Regions from separate parts of the Macaca mulatta genome. Here region 2 is linked to region 1. The links are chromatin contacts, called in public Micro-C maps. All regions are on one chromosome and are shown on one strand. Each heading gives the region's core, a stretch centred on a gene start, on an enhancer-like site or on the middle of the called end of the contact. The rest is flanking DNA. Distances are from core to core; before and after follow the strand shown.

Evidence for each region. A called contact is a pair of places that touch in the nucleus more often than the background predicts.
Region 2: a contact with region 1 is called in a Micro-C map of CD4 T cells, with 15 times the contacts expected there. The contact joins the promoter of PIK3C2B here to the enhancer-like site in region 1. A contact is called at or near these places in 10 of 14 Hi-C or Micro-C datasets (CD4 T cells, blood, cortical neurons and 5 more).

What each region holds. Positions count from the first base shown.
Region 1 is chr1:62,198,650-62,204,086 of T2T-MMU8v2.0, reverse strand. It overlaps PIK3C2B (phosphatidylinositol-4-phosphate 3-kinase catalytic subunit type 2 beta), which reads left to right. Exons shown (of 33, transcript XR_013418051.1): 10 at 305-338; 11 at 1,306-1,501; 12 at 2,566-2,688. The region is part of intron 2 of LOC144341270 (a long non-coding RNA gene); the gene reads right to left. Among named protein-coding and RNA genes, the nearest start is that of PIK3C2B, 39 kb to the left of the region's middle. Within about 2 kb of position 3,441, at least 7 of the 40 cell types and tissues checked have an H3K27ac peak or open chromatin away from gene starts, as enhancers often do. A contact at or near this core is called in CD4 T cells and blood, where this site is marked.
Region 2 is chr1:62,238,890-62,244,826 of T2T-MMU8v2.0, reverse strand. PIK3C2B (phosphatidylinositol-4-phosphate 3-kinase catalytic subunit type 2 beta) reads left to right here and starts at 4,245. Exons shown (of 33, transcript XR_013418051.1): 1 at 4,245-4,699. It overlaps LOC144341277 (a long non-coding RNA gene), which reads right to left. Exons shown (of 3, transcript XR_013418147.1): 3 at 5,084-5,937.

The sequences.
Region 1 (5,437 bases), core at 2,192-4,691:
CTGTGTGCTCTGCAGACAGGGCCAGCACCACAGACGCTGTGATCTGCAGCCGAGTAGCCTGAGGGTTGGGATCTCTCAGAAGGGTGGACACGATGATTGCTATCCTCCGTCAGCTCACTCTGTCCATCACACAGATCTGGTACAAACCATTACTCTATCCTCTCTGGGGATTCTCAGCTCCTCACATTTCAGCCCATTCTGGTCCAGATGAGTGCAGCTGTGAAAAGCCCTTCTTCCAGCTGTGACGAAAAAGGCCATGGCCCTGAAGCTCCCCTCCCTCTTCTTTTTCCCCCCCACAAAACAGGATCCCAGCGTCTTGGCTGTGAGGGAAAACCGAGGTAAGGGAACTGCTCTCCATCTTCATCCAGTCGGGCTGCCGAAAACTGCAGTCTCTGCCCAGATTCCTTTTTCTGCCTGGCCCCCTTGATTTATGTGTCGGAGTTTGGCTGGTGTGTCTGTGTGTGTGTGTGTGTGTGTGTGTTCCTATATGAGGTGTGGACACAGCTGGAGAGCACATTTCTTTCCACAAAGTGTTTTCTCATTATTTTTCCTAGTCATTCCTCCTGGTGTCCCTGGGAGATGGTGATGAGGGTGTAGAAGTGTGGGAGTGGGGTGGCGGGGCAGCGCTAGCCCTGTGATCCAGATGGGAAGCCTCCTACTTTGGTAGATTGTGATTATTCTCCCATCGGCTCACACTTCCTACCTTTCCAATTTAGAATGGGCCTTGCAAGAGGATGAGAAAGAATTTTCCCTACAATTTTTCTAGGATTCCCCTGTCGTGCCCTTGAAGCTGAACTTTGCCCTAAGACCGACCTATATCCCTGGGATTCCTTTGTTTTGTTTTTGTTTTTTGTTTTGGCATCCCTGGGATTCTTATGGTGATTCCCAGTCTTTTGGATTTCATAGACCAGTAAAATGTCCCCCAAAGTATCTGGGGGACCAAGAGAGAATTGGCAGCCTTTTACTTGGCCAAACTTTTTTGACTTTTGCTTTTTTGAAGCAACTGACTATAATTATTAACATTGTTTCCTAAAAGAAAGGACATTTTAATGCTAAATAGCAATAAGTAAAAATAAGGATTATGTTTAACATTGTATAACTGTGGTTTTATGAAAAGCTCATGACATGCTTCTGCTTTTTTCTCATTTCACTGCAGATGGGTGAACTTTGTCACAGCTATTAGAGACTGACTAGCATTTGGGGACCACTTTGTCTTAGGCCATCCTATTCTAGCCAGTGCCCTGGCAATAAGGTAGGGCTTGAGGAGGCCTCATGACTTTCCTTTCTGACCCCTTCCCTTCCCAGAGAAGGTCGTGGAAGCCCTGACCGCTGCCATCTTGGACCTGGTGGAGCTGTACTGCAACACATTCAATGCAGACTTCCAGACGGCAGTGCCCGGGAGCCGCAAGCATGACCTGGTCCAGGAGGCCTGCCATTTCTCCAGGGCCCTGGCCTTCACTGTCTATGCCACCCACCGCATCCCCATCATCTGGGCTACCAGGTGAGCCCAGGGCTGAGCAGCCACTAGGGAGCAAGCTGAGTTTGACCTCCACCAGGGCTTTTTCCTATCTGCATGTAATACCACTGTCCTAAGTCTTAGGATGTGTGGCATTGTGTGACATTGTGGTGCAATGGGGCTGCAGGGGTGAGCCAAGTGTCTGAGGAAGACCTGGGCTGGGGATATCCCAGAGGAGAGAGGAGGTCCCTTAGGAGATGAAGAAGATGCTGTTATTCCCTCTTGGTGCTGGCTGCCTCTGCATCCCTGCCCCCTCCAGAGCCAGGACCAGTGGAAGGAGACGTGGCAACAGATGGCGGATTCCCAGATAGAGTGCACGCTCCCTGGCCAGTGGGAGGGGGCAGGGAGGTGGGATTGACCCTTTGTCTGGGGTTCTCTAGGCCTGCAGGGGTGGGTGGAGGAGGATGTTCTTTTGGTAAAATCCTCAGCTCCTCTGTTGGGTCCCCAGCATCCAAGGCCTGAGGGAATAGGCACTGGGCCCTACCCCGCCCCTGCTGGTCCCCTTTCCCCAACCCCCTTCCCCTTCTCTCTTTGTTCCTCACTTAATGTATTCCTCTGGGCGATTGGCAGAGAACAAAGGAGGCAGCCTGGGAAACCGGGGCCTTCTCTGACCTCTTCTGTCAGGCACCTGTCATGAGCCACAGGGACCCCCGTGTGTTGGCATTCACGTCAGCATATGTCGTCTTCCTCCCCCACCCTTCTCACTTGCGCATGCACGTGCACACACACACATGCACGCACACACAGACACTCGATGGGCTGGAGCTTTCTATAAGGAGGCTGGGTGGCCGGTTCCCATTAAAGAAAGAAAAACCACAAGGCTCAGCATGGAGCCTAAAACCGAGCAGAGGAACTCAGATTAAGTTGCTTTGGCCTGAGCACATTTCCTTACATCCAGTTTGGCTGTCCTATCCAGAAATCCCGTGTTATAGCCCTCAGAGACTGGGAATTTTACCAGGGGAAATGGATTTTGGCCTTAGAGGGATGCATAGGTTTGGGTGATTGGTTTTGGGAGCTGGGTGTCCTGACCTGCTCCCTTTCTTTTGTAGCTATGAAGATTTCTACCTCTCCTGTTCCCTCAGCCATGGCGGCAAGGAGCTGTGCAGCCCCCTGCAGACCCGAAGAGCTCACTTCTCCAAGTACCTCTTCCACCTCATCATCTGGGACCAGCAGTAAGCCCTTCCCCCAGGCTCCAGTGCCCAGGTCACTGCAGACCTACTCAGCCTCTGAAATATCCCTGGGGCCAGATAACTACTCCAGGACTAACGATAAAACCAGGCTTCCTTGTTAACCCTAATTGGACAAGTCATTCAACCTCTTGAGTCTCCACTGCCCTGACTTTTTTTTTTTTTTTTTTTTGAGATGGAGTCTTGCTCTGTCGCCCAGGCTGGACTGCAGTGGCGCGATCTCAGCTCACTGCAAGCTCTGCCTCCCAGGTTCACGCCATTCTCCTGCCTCAGCCTCCCAAGTAGCTGGGACTACAGGCGCCCGCCACCACGCCCTGCTAATTTTTTGTACTTTTAGCAGAGATGGGGTTTCACCGTGTTAGCCAGGATGGTCTCGATCTCCTGATCTTGTGATCCGCCCGCCTCAGCCTCCCAGAGTGCTGGGATTACAGGCGTGAGCCGCTGTGCCCGGCCTCCACTTCCCTGACTCTGAAATGGGGCCAAGTATAATTACCACCTCTCAAGTTGTCATGAGGATCCAATGAGAAGTATCTATAAAGGCTCTTTGTAAACCATAAAAAACTTATAAATGTTAGTTGTTAATTTTAATAATACTTCATTTTTTGATCTTGTCTCCCTTAAAGAGTTTAACTAGTTGGAGGGCTTCTCATCCTCTCCCACTTCCCTCAGTTCCTGTAGACTCTGGAGAGGAGACTGTGCTCTTCCCTTTATATAGAGAGAAGGGAGGGTTGTCTAGAGAAGGAGTATTGAGCTTGGATTCCCAGGAGTGAGCCTCTATTTCTAACTCTGTCTTGAGTACTACTTTCTATTCTTTCTGTGCCTCATTTTCTCAAACTGAGAAATGGGGACATTTGTTTCACTCAGAAGCAGTTATGGCATTGAGATGAGATAGGTGGGTTATAAATATAAATATGAAACCAAAAGCACACAGTAGTATTAATCACCACGTGTAAACAATAATTTGGTGTCGGGAAGGTAGGCGTCAGCCAAGCAAAGCAGGAAGGAAACGGAGGAGAGGGTGCCTTGCTTGAATGGGGGCACCGCAGGGGTTTTCCTGCCCTGTGCGTCGTCTGTGCTGTGCTCTACCTTCCTTCCAGTCAGTCAGAAAATCCCCTGCTTGCTGCCCCCAGCTTTGCTTCCCCACACGAGTCCTCATTTGCAGAGCAGCTCGGCAACCTAAGTATTTGGAGCACAGATTAAAGAGACTGAGGAGGGTCCTGGGGAGGCCGAGGATGTAAAATAGGTAGATGAAAAATCTGGAGATGCTGGAAGGGGTGGGTCATTTTACTGATGGACAACTGGGAAAATGGACCCTTTCTCATGCCCTTCACACTTAGGTAATTCTTAGAGCAATAAAGGTGTATATGGCTGGGCATCATGGCTCACACCTGTAGTCACTGTACTTTGAGAGGCCAAGGCAGGACGATCGCTTGAGCCCAGGAATTTGAGACCAGCCTGGGCAACACAAAGAGGCCTTATCTCTACTAAAAAATTATTTTAAAGGAGCCGAGTGTGGTGGCATGCATCTGTAGTCCTAGCTACTTAGGAGGCTGAGGTGGGAGAGTCACTTGGGCCTGGGAGGTCGAGGCCGCAGTGAGCCATGATCACACCACTGCATTCACTCTAGGCTGGGCAACAGAGTGAGACCCTATCTTTAAAAAAAAAAAAAAAAGGTGGGGGGGGCGTGCATAAAAGGTCCTTAAGCAAACAACTGCCAGGACAGGAGAAACTCCTTGCAGGCAGAGGATAGCTGCATTAACTGGCCCTTGAGTTCCACCATTCCTTTGGGATTTTTTGGTCACAATTACTGCTGCTGTCAAGAGAAGGGGTGCCAGCCTGGGCAACAAGGGAGATCCAATTTCTACAAAAAATACAAACAATTAGCCGAGTGTGGTGGCATACACCCGTGGTCCCAGCTACTTAGGAGGCTGAGGTGGGAGAATCACTTGAGCCTGGGAGGTGAAGGCTGCAGTGAGCATCCAGCCTGGGCAACAGAGCAAGACCCTGTCTCAAAAAAAAAAAAAAAAAAAAAAAGGGGGGTGCTGTAGTCTTCTGGCCCAGGAGGACTTTAAAAAATTGGCCTTAAATCCTTTTCTCATACAGTATCAGAGGTATAGAGGCAGCCTAGCCTGCGCCATGAGTTTCATTTTGTCCCCTGAGATCCCTACTTTGAATTTTAATGGGCCAGTCCCCTGCCTAGAGCCTTGTGAAGGGCATTATCTTGCACTGTCCATCCAGATGCCCTGAATGAGACTTCTTGGCCCTTCATGGTCAAGACCAAGACATTTGGGGGAGGGCGTGCCAGCGTTCAGAGGACAGGCTTTGGGCCAGTCATTCTCTCCTTCCTACTGTAGTTGCAGCCTCAGGCAGGTCTTTCAAACTAGAATGGTGGTGATAACAGGGCCTACCCTACAGGATTGTTTGAGGAGCAGTTAGGACACTGTAAATAAAGTACTTGGTACAGGCTTCTTAGCTGGGGAGCCCTCTTGGTTTTGGTTTCTCCGTTCCAGGTGACTGACAAACTGGCTGATACATGGGGATATGTGCGCATGAAAATACTCTCTGTATAACTCAGTGCCAGTGCAGTAACCACAGCGTCACATAGCAAAAAGTACACAGTGTGCACACACATCATGCAAGTGAAGCTATGTTCCCCTTCTCCCTGATGAGAAACTGAGGCACGGAGATGGGAGTTAACTTGCCCAGGATTGTGAGTGGCAGAACCAGGACTGGA
Region 2 (5,937 bases), core at 2,996-5,495, 40 kb before region 1:
CATAGCCACAACATATTAGAGTATCCATGCCAGCTGTATCTTCAACTCTGCTGACAATTCTCTCTCTCATCTCTCTGAAACTACCACTCTCATTCCTTATTCCTTTCTTTTTTTTTTTTTTTCTTTTTTTTTTTCTTTTTTTTTTTTTTTGAGACAGAGTCTCGCTCTGTCGCCCAGGCTGGAGTGCAGTGGCCGGATCTCAGCTCACTGCAAGCTCTGCCTCCCGGGTTCATGCCATTCTCCTGCCTCAGCCTCCCGAGTAGCTGGGACTACAGGCGCCGCCCCCTCGCCCGGCTAGTTTTTTGTATTTTTTAGTAGAGACGGGGTTTCACTGTGTTAGCCAAGATGGTCTCGATCTTCTGACCTCGTGATCCGCCCGTCTCGGCCTCCCAAAGTGCTGGGATTACAGGCTTGAGCCACCGCGCCCGGCCTCCTTATTCCTTTCTATTTTAACCTTAACCACTTTTTTTTTTTGAAATGGAGTTTTACTCTTGTTGCCCAGCCTGGAGTGCAATGGCACAATCTCAGCTCACTGCAACCTCTGCCTCCCAGGTTCAAGTGATTCTCCTGCCTTAGCCTCCCGAGTAGGTGGTATTACGGGCATGCGCCACCACACCCAGCTACTTTTAGTATTTTTAGTAGAGACTGGGTTTCTCCATGTTGGTCAGGCTGGTCTGGAACTCCCAACCTTAGGTGATCCGCCCACCTTGGCCTCCCAAAGTGCTGGGATTATAGGTGTGAGCCACCGTGCCTGTCAACCTTAACCACTTTCTTTAAGCCTTTAACCTCATCTTGAGCCCCTTTCTCTCAGGAGATTGCTTAGAGACTACCAGACAGCAACCAGTCCTCTCAACATCTAGTCTCAAGTTCTAGTCTCTTTACCAGTCTACAAATGCCTCTGCTTTTGTACAGCCTTCCTCTCAAAGATATCAGAGGCAGCTCCACCTCATATGCCTGGGTCCCAAGTCCCTCCTATTCATGATCTCGCTCTCCTTGGTCTTACTCTTCAGCATATGAACACGCTTAAGCCTTTCTTATCCTAAAAAGAAAAAACAAAAATCTCCCCTTTGATCCTGCATTCCCTTGTACCCACTGCCTTATATTTCTCCTTGTCTTAAGTTGCCAAGCTTCTAGAAAAAGCATGTCTCTTTTATTCTAGATCCAGGTTCATTCATTCACTTACTGACCAAGAATTTATTGAGTACCAGCTTTGAATCAGGGAATGAATTAGGCCTAGAACCCACTGGAGGCTGGTTTAACTATGACCACTCTTACTCCATGAGCACCAGTGACTTTCTTGTCCATCCAAAGGGCATTTTCCAGCCCTACCCTCCTGGAGGTTCCTGCTGCACTTGTTATCCAGTCATTCTCTTCTGAGATTCTCCCACCTTAGTTTCTGACACTCTGTGGCCTCCAGTTTTTCTCTTACCTCTCTGATTGTTTCTTCTTTCCTCCTTATGCCCATCTGGACGACCTCGTACAGGCTTATAACTTCACTGACCACCTATAACCTACAGAATCCAAAGCTGCTATCACTTATCCACACCCCAATTTGAGTTTAGTTTCATCAGTTTGCTGTCTACTAGACATCCCCATCTAGACATTCCACAGATACCTCAAACCCAACATGTTCAAAATTAAGTGCAAGATCCCTCTGCCAACACCTGGGCCCTGTCTTACTAATTGTCACTAACTTAGGGAATGGTACCACCTGCCAACAATTTCTAAAGCTTCAAATGGGGAATAATTCCAGAGTCCTCCTCTTCCCTAATTTCCTACATTTTACATATTTATCAAATTTTATTGATTTCTCTTAATAAGTATCTCTTGTATCCGCCTGGTTTTTTCATCCCCACTGCCACAACTCTGGCACTGTTTTGAGATTCCCTGATTTCCCACCTGGAAGGTAGCCATGGTTTCTCCGTTGAGCTCCCAGGCCGCACTCCTAAGCTGTGTTATTAGGTCCTGGCAGAAAGCAAATGGCACACTGCACTTGAGGGGTAATTTCAGGAGAAGTTAAAAAATAAGGAGACAATTTTAAAAACCACAAGAAATAATGTACAATCTACTAGGGCCAGTAGCAAATCCATGTTTCCACCCCCAGGCCCGAAAAATCAAAGGAGGGGAGTGATTTCCTGAATCAAGAGAGTGGCACAGTGACTCACGCCTGTAATCCCAGCACTTTGAGAGGCTGAGGAGGGTGGATCACCAGGTCAGGAGATTGAGACCATCCTGGCTAACACAGTGAAACGCTGTCTCTACTAAAAAATAAAAAATTTAGCTGAGTGTGGTGGCATGCGCCTGTAGTCCCAGCTACTCAGGAGGCTGAGGCAGGAGAATCGCTTGAACTCAGGAGGCAGAGGTTGCAGTGAGCCACTGCACTCCAGCCTGGGTGACAGAGACTCCCTCTCAAGAAAAAAAAAAAAAAGAGAGAGGGAGGGGAGAACCACCCGTAGAAGCTGTGATCTTTGGTTGAGGGTGGCAGCCAGTGCACTGTGACCCCAAAGAGAGGAATCCTGAAGAATAAATATCCGGTTTCCCCTGACCTCCCTCCTTATTCAGTCTTCAGCCATGGCTCCCATTGGCCAACCCCGTCTAGGAAGCCAGAGGGCCAGGAAGATCTGGAGGGGCACAGGGGAGACATGCAGTGCATCCTCCAAATCCTTCTCTATAATATGCCAGGAAGTTTTTTTCTGGTCACGCTACTTGCCAGCTCTATTTGTGCATAGCAGGTTCTCTGTCACCTACAGCAGCTAAACTTTTTGGCATGCCCTGGTTTCTCTTTACTCAATTTTTTCCTTACCAAAATGCATGATAAAGCCTGTGATCTGATCATCCACTCAGCTACCCAGGCCTACTTCCTGTTAGTTCTTTCCTTCAGACTTTTCACCCCAGCAGCATAGAACGACCAGTGACCCCTGTAACACTGCGTTCTCTCAGGCTCCTGAGCTTGACCTGATGATAGACACAGAGTAAGCTGTCATAAATATTTGTATGGTGAACAAGTGGTGAATACGTGCATGGACACATTTTTTAACCCCTGTGGCTCCTGAGATCAGGAGTAGCATCATATACATTATGACATATGTGTAGACCAAGCTGCCTTCAGTTAATTATCAAGATGTTTCACCTAGATTCTCTCCTTTGATCATTACGACAGCCCTCCGTGATAGGTGAGGACGCTACTCTTGATATTCAGAGGGTGAAGTGGACTACCCAGTCACAAGCATTGGGTACAGAAGGCACTGTAGGAGCAGAAAGGGGGGTGATCCCTTTCCTCCCCATCATAAGAGTCATAGCCAACACTTCTGTAACAAAAGACAAGTTAACAAGAGAAAAGTATAACAAATTTATTTAATCATGGTTTTACTTGAGAGGCTGAGAATCAGGTGTTAATCTTCATAGTCTGTCGAGAAAGAAAGAAGAAATGAGGGCAGTGGAGGAAAACACGATTCACGTTTTTAGGAAAATATACTTTTGAGATCAGTGATCGTTGGTACTATGCAAACGAAATGCAAAGGAGGATCTGGCCAACTCATAGTTTCTTTTGGGTGGAGCCTTTAGGAAAATTCTTCCAGAGACCACTGCTGGAAGAAAGGTATTTAGAGTAGAAAATTTAAATATAACATATTGTATGAAAGGTTTTTTTTTTTCCCCCCCACTACCCTAGTTGGGTTGAAGGATCTTCTATCTTCCCTCCCCACTTAGGCTGACTGCTGTTTTCTGGATCGCAGCTCGGAAGATCCACCTGGGCGAATACAAAAACAAACGAGACTCCCCTTCCAGAAAGGGAGGAAGGAAGGAGACAGAAAGACGAATGACACTGAGCGTGTAAAGCCCGGAGACAGCCTCTCTCTACCCCCACCTAACCCTCAAGGTAGGGGATCCCCCGAACATCGCTACCGTAATTATGGTAGAAATTCCTGAAGCGGATAACTAGACCTCAGCACCGTCATTTCTAGCAGAATGATTGCGCTTTCCTCTGACCCAAAGCCAAGGTTCCAGCAGGGGAAAGTAACGACCATCCGCAAAAACCCTCACCCAAGTGGGGAGTGGAAATCCTGGCTCTTGGGTTGCAGAGCACAACTTGACGCCAGCGCGTTTCTCTTCCCCCACGCAATGGCAAATGGGGAGGGAGTCGGAGGGGAGAGGAGGAGAGGAGAGGAGAGGAGAAGAGGAGGGGGAAGGGGAGGGGAGAGGCGAAGGACGGCCGGGGTTCCAGCAGCCGCCCCGCCCTCCGGCTCGCGGCGGATTCGGCGCTGCGGCTGGAGCCGGCGGCCGGGTGGCTGCCTGTCCAGGCAGGGTCTGGCCGAGCCTCGCTTCGCCGTGCAGTGCTTCTGGTGTCCGGGAGATGGCTTCCCCTCTCTCGCCCGCTGCTCCCGCTATTGTCTCACCCGGGGTGGCCTGACTCTGCGAGCTCGCGCACGCTCTCGGTGGAGAGCACCCCTCCCCACCCCCCCAAGCTGGTCCTTGCCCTCTTTGCTACCTCTCCCTCTGCCCCTTCGAGCCTAGGGTCTGTGCGGAGCCTGGAGAGGGCAGCGGCCCGGGAGCAGGCGGCGTGCGGCCGGCCAGCTCCTCTCGCGCTGGTGCAAGAGGCGCCTGGAGCCGCAGAGCGAGCCCGTGAGGCGCGGAGCGAGCAGCCCACGTCGCCGGGCACAAGACACGTCGGGTGTTGCAGCAGAGCCAGCAGCTAGCGCAGGTAGGACACGCACCCTGCGCGTAGCATCGGCCCCGGGGTCTGCAAAGTGCCCCCAGAGTGGAGGCAGCCGAGGTCAGGGGGCTCTCCCTCCAACATGGCAACAGCGGAGGTGCAACAATGGAAGCAGCCGAGGGTTCCTGGCGGCGGGCTGAGCGGCGTACGCCGTGGGAGCCTGAGCTCCTGCCCGCCGCGCAGAGCAGGTTGCCCCTCACCCCACCCCACCCCACTCCAGCAGCTTCAGGGCCTCTGGGGCTCCAGGCACCCGCGTCCCCACCCCCTTCTAGCTAAACACACTTCCTGGCTCCCAGCTGCAGGGCGATCTGAACCAGCCAATGGCTTTGGGGTTTGTTTATTTAAGATGAGAAAAAAAGCAAAACCTGTCCTGTGATGGGGTTAGTGCCTTCTGTGGACTGGGTGAGAAGTCGGCATTTGCCTGGGGAATGTGTACATTTCTTAGCCGGGCGGAGGGTAGAATTGGATTCTCCCTTATAAGGATACTGCAGCAGAAGGAGACTGAAAGCTTGAAAGAGGGAGAGGGACCCTCAGGCCTGAGTTCGCCGGTGCTGGGAGAAGGCGCTGCTCTCCTGGCCTATACTTGTCTCTCATTTTCAGCTCCCGACAGCGGTGACTTTGATGTTGGAGGAGCAATCGCAGCAGGAAGCGCAAGCAAGGCTGCCAAGCTGGTGTGGGGTGGAGTAGGGTGGGGATCCCAGGGGCTTGGCAGGCTCCTGGGTTGTGGGAAGAGGTTACCAAATGTATGAGGTTAGTGCACACACCCTAGTTGGCTGATGTTGAAGAGGGTGTGTGTGTGTGTGTGTGTGAGAGAGAGAGATCTGCCATTGCTCTTGCTCCTTCAGGCCTGCTTTCTCTTCATCTCCACCCGCTTCTGGGGTCTTCGTAGCTTCCCTGCCCCAGTCCTTCCAATCATGCGTGGGATGGAATCGCTGTATTGTCTCTGGCAGCCCTCTTGGGCTGTTTTTTCTCAACTCTGTTGGAGAGTTTTGTACCCTGGGCTGGCTGGTCCCAGCATGGCACCAGATTCTTTAGCAGGCAGCTACCCGGGCTCCGAGAAGTGGGCCAATGCTGCCCCTCCTCCGTGCTCTAAACTACCTATTTGGGATATGGCCAGGCAGATGTAAGCAATTTGCACTAAATTCCAATCCTGAATCAGTGCTGAATGAAAACTTACTCTGTTGCTGCATTAGGCCTTGGGAAGATATTAGGAAGAGAAATGGCCC